Linked DNA regions of Gossypium hirsutum: region 1 is linked to region 2. The links are chromatin contacts, called in public Hi-C maps. All regions are on one chromosome and are shown on one strand. Each heading gives the region's core, a stretch centred on a gene start, on an enhancer-like site or on the middle of the called end of the contact. The rest is flanking DNA. Distances are from core to core; before and after follow the strand shown. Region 1 has its middle 14 kb from the start of LOC107959850. Region 2 has its middle 11 kb from the start of LOC121229771.

Region 1 (3,641 bases), core at 656-3,155, 42 kb after region 2:
ACTTAATTGGTACCTAAATTTGAAATAATTCAACTTGGTACTTTTAGGTACATGACTAATACCATTAAAATATGTTGACATAGTGTTGACGACCAATAGCATAGTGAAATGTAACCGCCTTATATTTTTTGACACTTGGCAAAAAAATAAAAAATTATTAAAATAATTAACACGTGTCAAAATGTAAAACTACCATATTTCACCATGCTATTATTTGTCAACACCATGTCAAGTAGGTCCAAAAATAGTCTAGGTACCAATTAGATATAAGTTGTCAAATTCAAGTGCCTTTGTATATCTTAACCCTTTTTTCATCACCCAAATTTTAAAATGTCAGGTTTTTTTTTCTTTATTTCCATTAAGTGTCATTAAATATTTAACAAAAAGGTAAGGTGATAATTTAAAATTTTGTATAATAAATTAAGCCCTCAAATTTTACATATTATATTAATTTAATTATAATTTTTGAAAAATCTTCAACATATATATTATTTAAAATTTATCATAATTCTAAAAAAATTAAAAAGTTGAATTAATATACATTGGTTGGTGTCAAGGGCTTAGTTAAGAGCTACCTAGAGGTTTGAGGGGAAAGGGAGAGTGGAACTTGGACACTAAACACGTTCAAGACAAGTGTTGCCCCCCTCTAGGTATTAAACCTGCCCTACATTATTATTATGTTTTGTAATAAAGGCAATGCTTTGATGTCAGTAAGAATGGTACTTTGAGTCATGCATCTGCATACAGATCCCAAATCTCCGATTTATTATAAAGTTGCCGCCTTATCATTTATGTCTTTTCACATCGTTGTTGTAGCTAGGCTGGCCTAAATCGACGGGCCTGGCCTAAGTTGGGAACTTCTTGTTTTGTCCAAGTCCAAATTCCATGACTAGAAACGTGGATGAAGCATAGCGGGACGGATTTTGTCAAATTTATTGCTATTTTTATAGTTGGTATGTCTTGTTTTATTGTGGGTGATTCAACATTATTATTTTTATGAATGTTCGATTCATTTTTTTTTCTAATTATTTTTAATATATTCAATACGGTTAAGGAGTGAAAGGGAAAAGAATCCATGATTTTTCTATAATTTATTATTTTAATAGTTTTATATAGAAAGTTAAGTGCTAATTTTGTGCTAATTTTATATAAGGGGATGGGTAGGCAATTATTATAACTTTTCAATACTTATTCTCTAAAAAAAATCATTTATCTTACTTCATATTTACTTTTAAAAATATGAAAACTCATTTCATTCAAACTGAAATAATTCATAATCCATTAAATAGTTCAGGTTTTACCATACTTAGATCAAATTGAATATTAAATAGTTCAGGTTTTACCATACTTAAATTAAATTGAATTTAATTAATATTATGTGAACTAGATTATAAATAAAATGATAAAGACTTTGTGTTTAATTTTTCAATTAGCTTGAATATTAGATTTGATTTGAAGAGAATCTCTACCCTTAATTCTTTTTAAAAAAATATTATATATATTTGTTGTCAATATAAGAGAATTTAAGTTCGAATGCGTTAAAGCGCATAATACTTTTATTTATAAGTTGGGAAAATGTTATGAGTAATTCTAATTATTGTGTTAAAAAGAGTATATATAATCAAAACTTATAATAAAATTGTTAAAATACATTTATTATATATTTATTAATTTAAATCTGATACTTCATGCATGAAAACTAAGATAAGCAATATGTACGGACAAGATTGAAGACATGCATATGCATGATGTACATCATCAAACAAGTCCCCTTCAATGTCGACAGTACCGAAAGAAATATACTCATGCATGGACATTCATGCATGTAAACATACATATATCAACATGATTAGTGCATTGAAAATCTTCATGTAGACAGTCGAATTTTCTAGTTTTTGTGTAGTGATCACTGTATTGGTGGGGTCGAGAGAGTTAATAATTTCCATCTTCCGTTGACCATCATGGGGAAAGAATGGAAATAGACAATGCACATGAAAGCTATTTTTTTTTCTTTATAGTGGAAATGAAGCAATATTTTTCGCAAAAGTTATGGATGACCTAACTCTTAATAATTTCAATATGTCTTTGATAAGATTACGACATCACTGGGTCAACAAATTTAGCCTTATTTAACACTTTAATAGCAAAAATCAGGATCAGTTTTACATATATTTATAAATTAATAACTTAAGTAGGGACGAAGTTAAAATACTTTTTAGGGACTAAATTAAATTATAATTTTTATAATAATAAAAATGTAATTTTATTATTTTAATAGTTCGTATATTTATAATTTTTAAAAGACTTTAATTAATTTTTTATTATTTTTAAATGATAAAGAGTAATTTTACTTTTACTAATTTAAAATTTTAAAAATTTTAAATAATTTAAATAAAAAATTTTTCATTTTAAGAAGACCGTATGGTCCCTAACTACATCCCTGAACTTATGCTTATTTAAGCCTTTCATATGTATTTTTTTTTATATTTTGAAAGTATATTTTTTATTTAGTTTTTAGTATTATTATATACAAATTTCAAGTTAAAAATAAGATATAAAAAATAAGCAAATAAAAGTAACTTTATTTATGAAAATTAGTTGCAATTTTTAGAATCAGTATAAAGAATTTTTTTTTCTTTAGTGGAGTTTTGATCTAAAGGTTGTTTAGACTTAATTTTGGATAGATTTAGTCTATTTTAAGGATTATTGAAACTTGATCTTGAAAATAGATTTAGTGAGACGTTTGCTTGAGAATTTAATTTGATTTGGTGTATTTGTCTTTGAAATTTGATATTGAATTAATGAAGCCCACTTCAAGAGTCGTGAGACTTGAGAAAATAAGTTTGAATCCAAGCGTCTTCGAGACTTAATATTGGATGATAATTCTACTTTAAAGGACTTTTAGACTTGATCTTAAATAATGAGTTTTATCTTTCTTGCGTTGATGCACAAATTAGGGAGATGTTTGATCTAAAGGTCCTCGAGACTTAATTTTGTATAGATAATTTTGACTTCAAGGACATTCTAGATTTGATCTTGAAAATGGATTGAGCCTGTTCTATATTAGTTAAATAAGATCGATAAGCAGTTTTCTTGAGAATTGAATTATGTTCTTCAATTTTTTTTTTTGTTTTGTTTTTGAGTTGTTTAATTTCTTCACATATTTCTTGAGATGTCGAAAAAAACTTCTAATCTTCAAAAGCTTCTTTTCAAACAACTTTTAGATTTATGAACTTTTAAACTTTTGAAGTTATCTTGGATAGCTTGAAGGTATATAAGTTGTGTATAAATGGATGCTTGAAATCAATTAATGTAACTTTTCTTAATTGGTAAGGTATTGAAGACTTTGCGGAGTGAGGTATAAACCCATTTTCATTTTGGTTATAAATTTAGTCCAGTTAATTTTAGTATTTTTATTTTTTAAAGGTCAATTATAGTCTTGATTTAAATGGTAGAAGTTAAACCCATTTCTATAAATTCCTCTATTAGTCATCTAATTTGTATAAAGTTGTATATTTGATTCATTCTTAGTTCCTATCATTTTTGAATTCTAAAATTTTAATATTGACACAAATAATATCTGTTAAACCAATTAGTTTAATTTGTGTGTATTATATAAAAATAATAAGTTAACATAATAT
Region 2 (3,333 bases), core at 427-2,926:
TCTTATCATTTGTGTTATTAATTCGTACTATTTGACGTCAAACACCCAAACATTTCCCTCAGGAAAGTTGTAGATTTGTTTATCATTTTCGAATGGGTTTTCAGTATGGTTCAAAAATATTGGGCCGTGGGGATGATCTGAATTTATAGGCCCATCAAATATTTGAGTTCATAAATAAAGGCTGAATTATTGGGGGAAGCATCATTAATTGGTTAGAATCGAATTTATCATTTAATAAGAAAAAAATATTTTTATTTAAATCTAATTATAAATTGATATAAAGTGATCTGCAAGATAAAAAAAAGAAGACAACATTTGAGTTTATATTGTGAAACCTCCTTCACAATAAACTCCATAATCCTACTATTTTTAGATCTCTATGAGATTGTCCAAACTTGTGTCCTTATGTAACCCTCGCTCTTTATTACCATGTTCCTTTCTTGTATTTTTTGGTATGTTAGCCCATACTTTGTTTTTGTTGTGCAGTTGATGTAGTGAGAGCAAGTTTTCCATTACTATTTCAGTGTGCTAAAAAATGCTGTCAAAATTTATGGTTGAAGTCTAAAATATCTTTTTGCACATAATAGTGGAAAGTTCAAAATTAATTAATTATATGTTAATTTTTTTTAAGAAAATGCAAAAAATCAATTAAACCTTTATATTAAATTCATACTTAATTAAGTTCCTAATAAAATAATCAATTAAACCCTTCTATTAACGATTTTCATCATTAACTACGTTAACCACTAAAATAAAATGACAAACCTGTTAGATGGTGACACGTAACAACTTCTAGTTTAATTTAATATTTTTTCATAAAAGAGAAAAATATTAAAATTTATAATAAAAATTATAAAAAAAATTATACAATTAATAAAACTTATTTAAAATATTTAAAATTTAAAACAAAGCAATAGAATTCTTAGAAATAATAGAAAATATAAAAATATATTAAATTGATATAAACTTATAAACATCATAAAAGAAAGTCATAAAAATTTGAATTGAACCGATTAGCCCGAAATCGATAAGGATATCGGTCAGAGAAAAGCCATTTGACTTGTTGACTTGAGAATTGGATGGTTGAATTGATTTTTTATTTTATTTTTTTTATATTTTTATCAAACCAAAATTTTATTATCCAACTATTAGCATATGTCGGGGTGAAATATTCTAGCCAAAGTTTTAGAGCTGAACCAATAATCGAACCAATCAAGTCATGGGTTTGTCAATTCAACTAATCCAACCAGTTTAATTAAATAAATATTAAAAAATCAATTGAAATTTACAATTTTCAATGAAATATTATAGCCTAGTTTAGACAAAAAAAAATTTAAATTTAATGTAGAAATAATTGTCAAGTTTAAAAATTAATTTAGACAAAAAAATATCAAACTTTAATATAAAAATAATTGCCAAATTTAGAGAATAAAACCAAACAAAATTAATCCCAATGTAATAGTAATTATTAAGTTGAGACCCAAAAATGTTTGGTGGGAGCTAAACTAGCTTTTGAGTTTTTATATATTGAGTGAACCAACTTATTTTGTTGAGTTTGGGTTTAGACCCATTAAGTTGTGAAGTAGCAATTGAATGAACCGATGTGGTCCAATAGGCAAGAATATTGGAGGCAACGAGGCATCTCTCAGGTATACCAGCATTAAATTAAGGTAAGTCATAAATATGGGAAATGGAAAGAACCTAGGCATTTCTAGTAAGGTCTCAAACAAATGTGGGGAGCAGGTGGACGGCTGAGATTAGGTTTTTCCGTATCAAATAAACCCTTACCACGTGGAAGTTTGTATTTGTAGGTAAACAACCCACGTGAATTTAGATATACTTTTGAATCGCCACGTCTGTATAGAGTAAACTACAATGTGGTTATACACTATGAAATTTTGTGAACCAATTAGAATGTTTGTGTCATAATTATTTGTATCATATATGAAATCATATTTTTTAATTAATTTAATTAAAATATAATTATTAAAATTTTATATTATTATTAATTTAAAATAAAATAATTAAGTGACAATATTAAATGGTTATTTTAGTTTTAATTAATTAAATTAATAAAATATAAATAATAAATAAAAGAATTTAAACTCTTTAAAACAATTAAATGGAGCAGTTAAGATCTACAAGAACTTTTTTTAATTCAAATAATTGGCATTATAAATAGGGGTCACCCAAGCCATTCTATAGAGAGACACAAGTTCAAAAAGCTCAAAAAATCTCTGTAGAATTCTTTAAAGAAACCAAAGAGCTTGAAGAAATTCTAAAGAACGTTGCCTTCTTATCAAATTCAACCGTGGAGAGGAAGCCAAGAGTCGTTTATAAAGAAAGTCACCTTTCCATCCAAATCAACTAAAGAAAAGAGGTCCTAACTCGTGTCAAGAGCAAGTTGTCACGACACTTGAAGCACTTGTTTTTGAAGCAATCCACATATATCCAAGACCAAGTCTAGACAACCCATGGATTGAAGCCAAACAGAAGAGAAGAATCAAATGATATTTTTCTTTGTATTTAATAAATTTCCAAAGATTGTAACTTTCTTTCAAAGTTATCAATAAAATTTGACTCTGAATTTTCAAGTCAACTTTTGACTTGAAATTTGTGTGTACAAATTTCTGGCATGTCTAGTGGGACCGTCTCTTCCTTTCATCCCTTCTATTGAAAATTCAAAGCTCAAAGTTGTAATAGCCTTAAAGAATATCATCATTAGCAAGTTCACTTAAACTAATCTTGTAGCTCGTCCACCTTCACTATCAAGCAACAGTGTCCTTGTCCATCCCTATGGCACTAGGCAAAAAACGAAAGTTTTTTTAGAGCCATTCAACCAAAATTCTTTGATTCTCAATGACAATCCACTTTTCTATGCTTCTTTACCAATTCATGACTCAGAAGAAGTCTCTTGTCATGGATCAAGTGTAACCCGTCGTTTATCATTTAAGGGGAAATACGTCCAATCAAGTGACTATACCATTCCAACATCTCCCCCAAAGTCTAACTCCGGAGTGATAAATGTCATTATAATTAACACAAAATCCTTGGAATAACAAGTGGCATCCCTGGCAAAGACAATAGAGAGTATTACTGCAAGCCTCAAACAAAAGAAGGAACATATGGACTTTATGATGAAAAGACTCATTGATCTTACTATGAAGGGGCCAATTAATGAAGAAGTTTAAAATGAGAATATACTGACGAAGCTTGGTGAGCAAGCAAGTTACCAAAGATCCTCAACTAACAATCAATGAAGTTGTCACTACTGATCAACCCAATGAGCTCATTAAAGAAGTTGTCAAAGATCAAGTTAGCTCAACCTTCATA

Evidence for each region. Hi-C and Micro-C count contacts between places; a contact is called where the count stands out from the background.
Region 1: a contact with region 2 is called in a Hi-C map of leaf, with 3 times the contacts expected there. The contact joins two enhancer-like sites. A contact is called at or near these places in 4 of 34 Hi-C or Micro-C datasets (fibers, hypocotyl and leaf).

What each region holds. Positions count from the first base shown.
Region 1 is chrA05:99,444,891-99,448,531 of Gossypium_hirsutum_v2.1, forward strand. No RefSeq gene overlaps it. Among protein-coding and RNA genes, the nearest start is that of LOC107959850, 14 kb to the right of the region's middle. Within about 2 kb of position 1,906, at least 3 of the 9 cell types and tissues checked have an H3K27ac peak or open chromatin away from gene starts, as enhancers often do. A contact at or near this core is called in leaf, where this site is marked.
Region 2 is chrA05:99,403,100-99,406,432 of Gossypium_hirsutum_v2.1, forward strand. No RefSeq gene overlaps it. Among protein-coding and RNA genes, the nearest start is that of LOC121229771, 11 kb to the left of the region's middle. Within about 2 kb of position 1,677, at least 2 of the 9 cell types and tissues checked have an H3K27ac peak or open chromatin away from gene starts, as enhancers often do. A contact at or near this core is called in leaf, where this site is marked.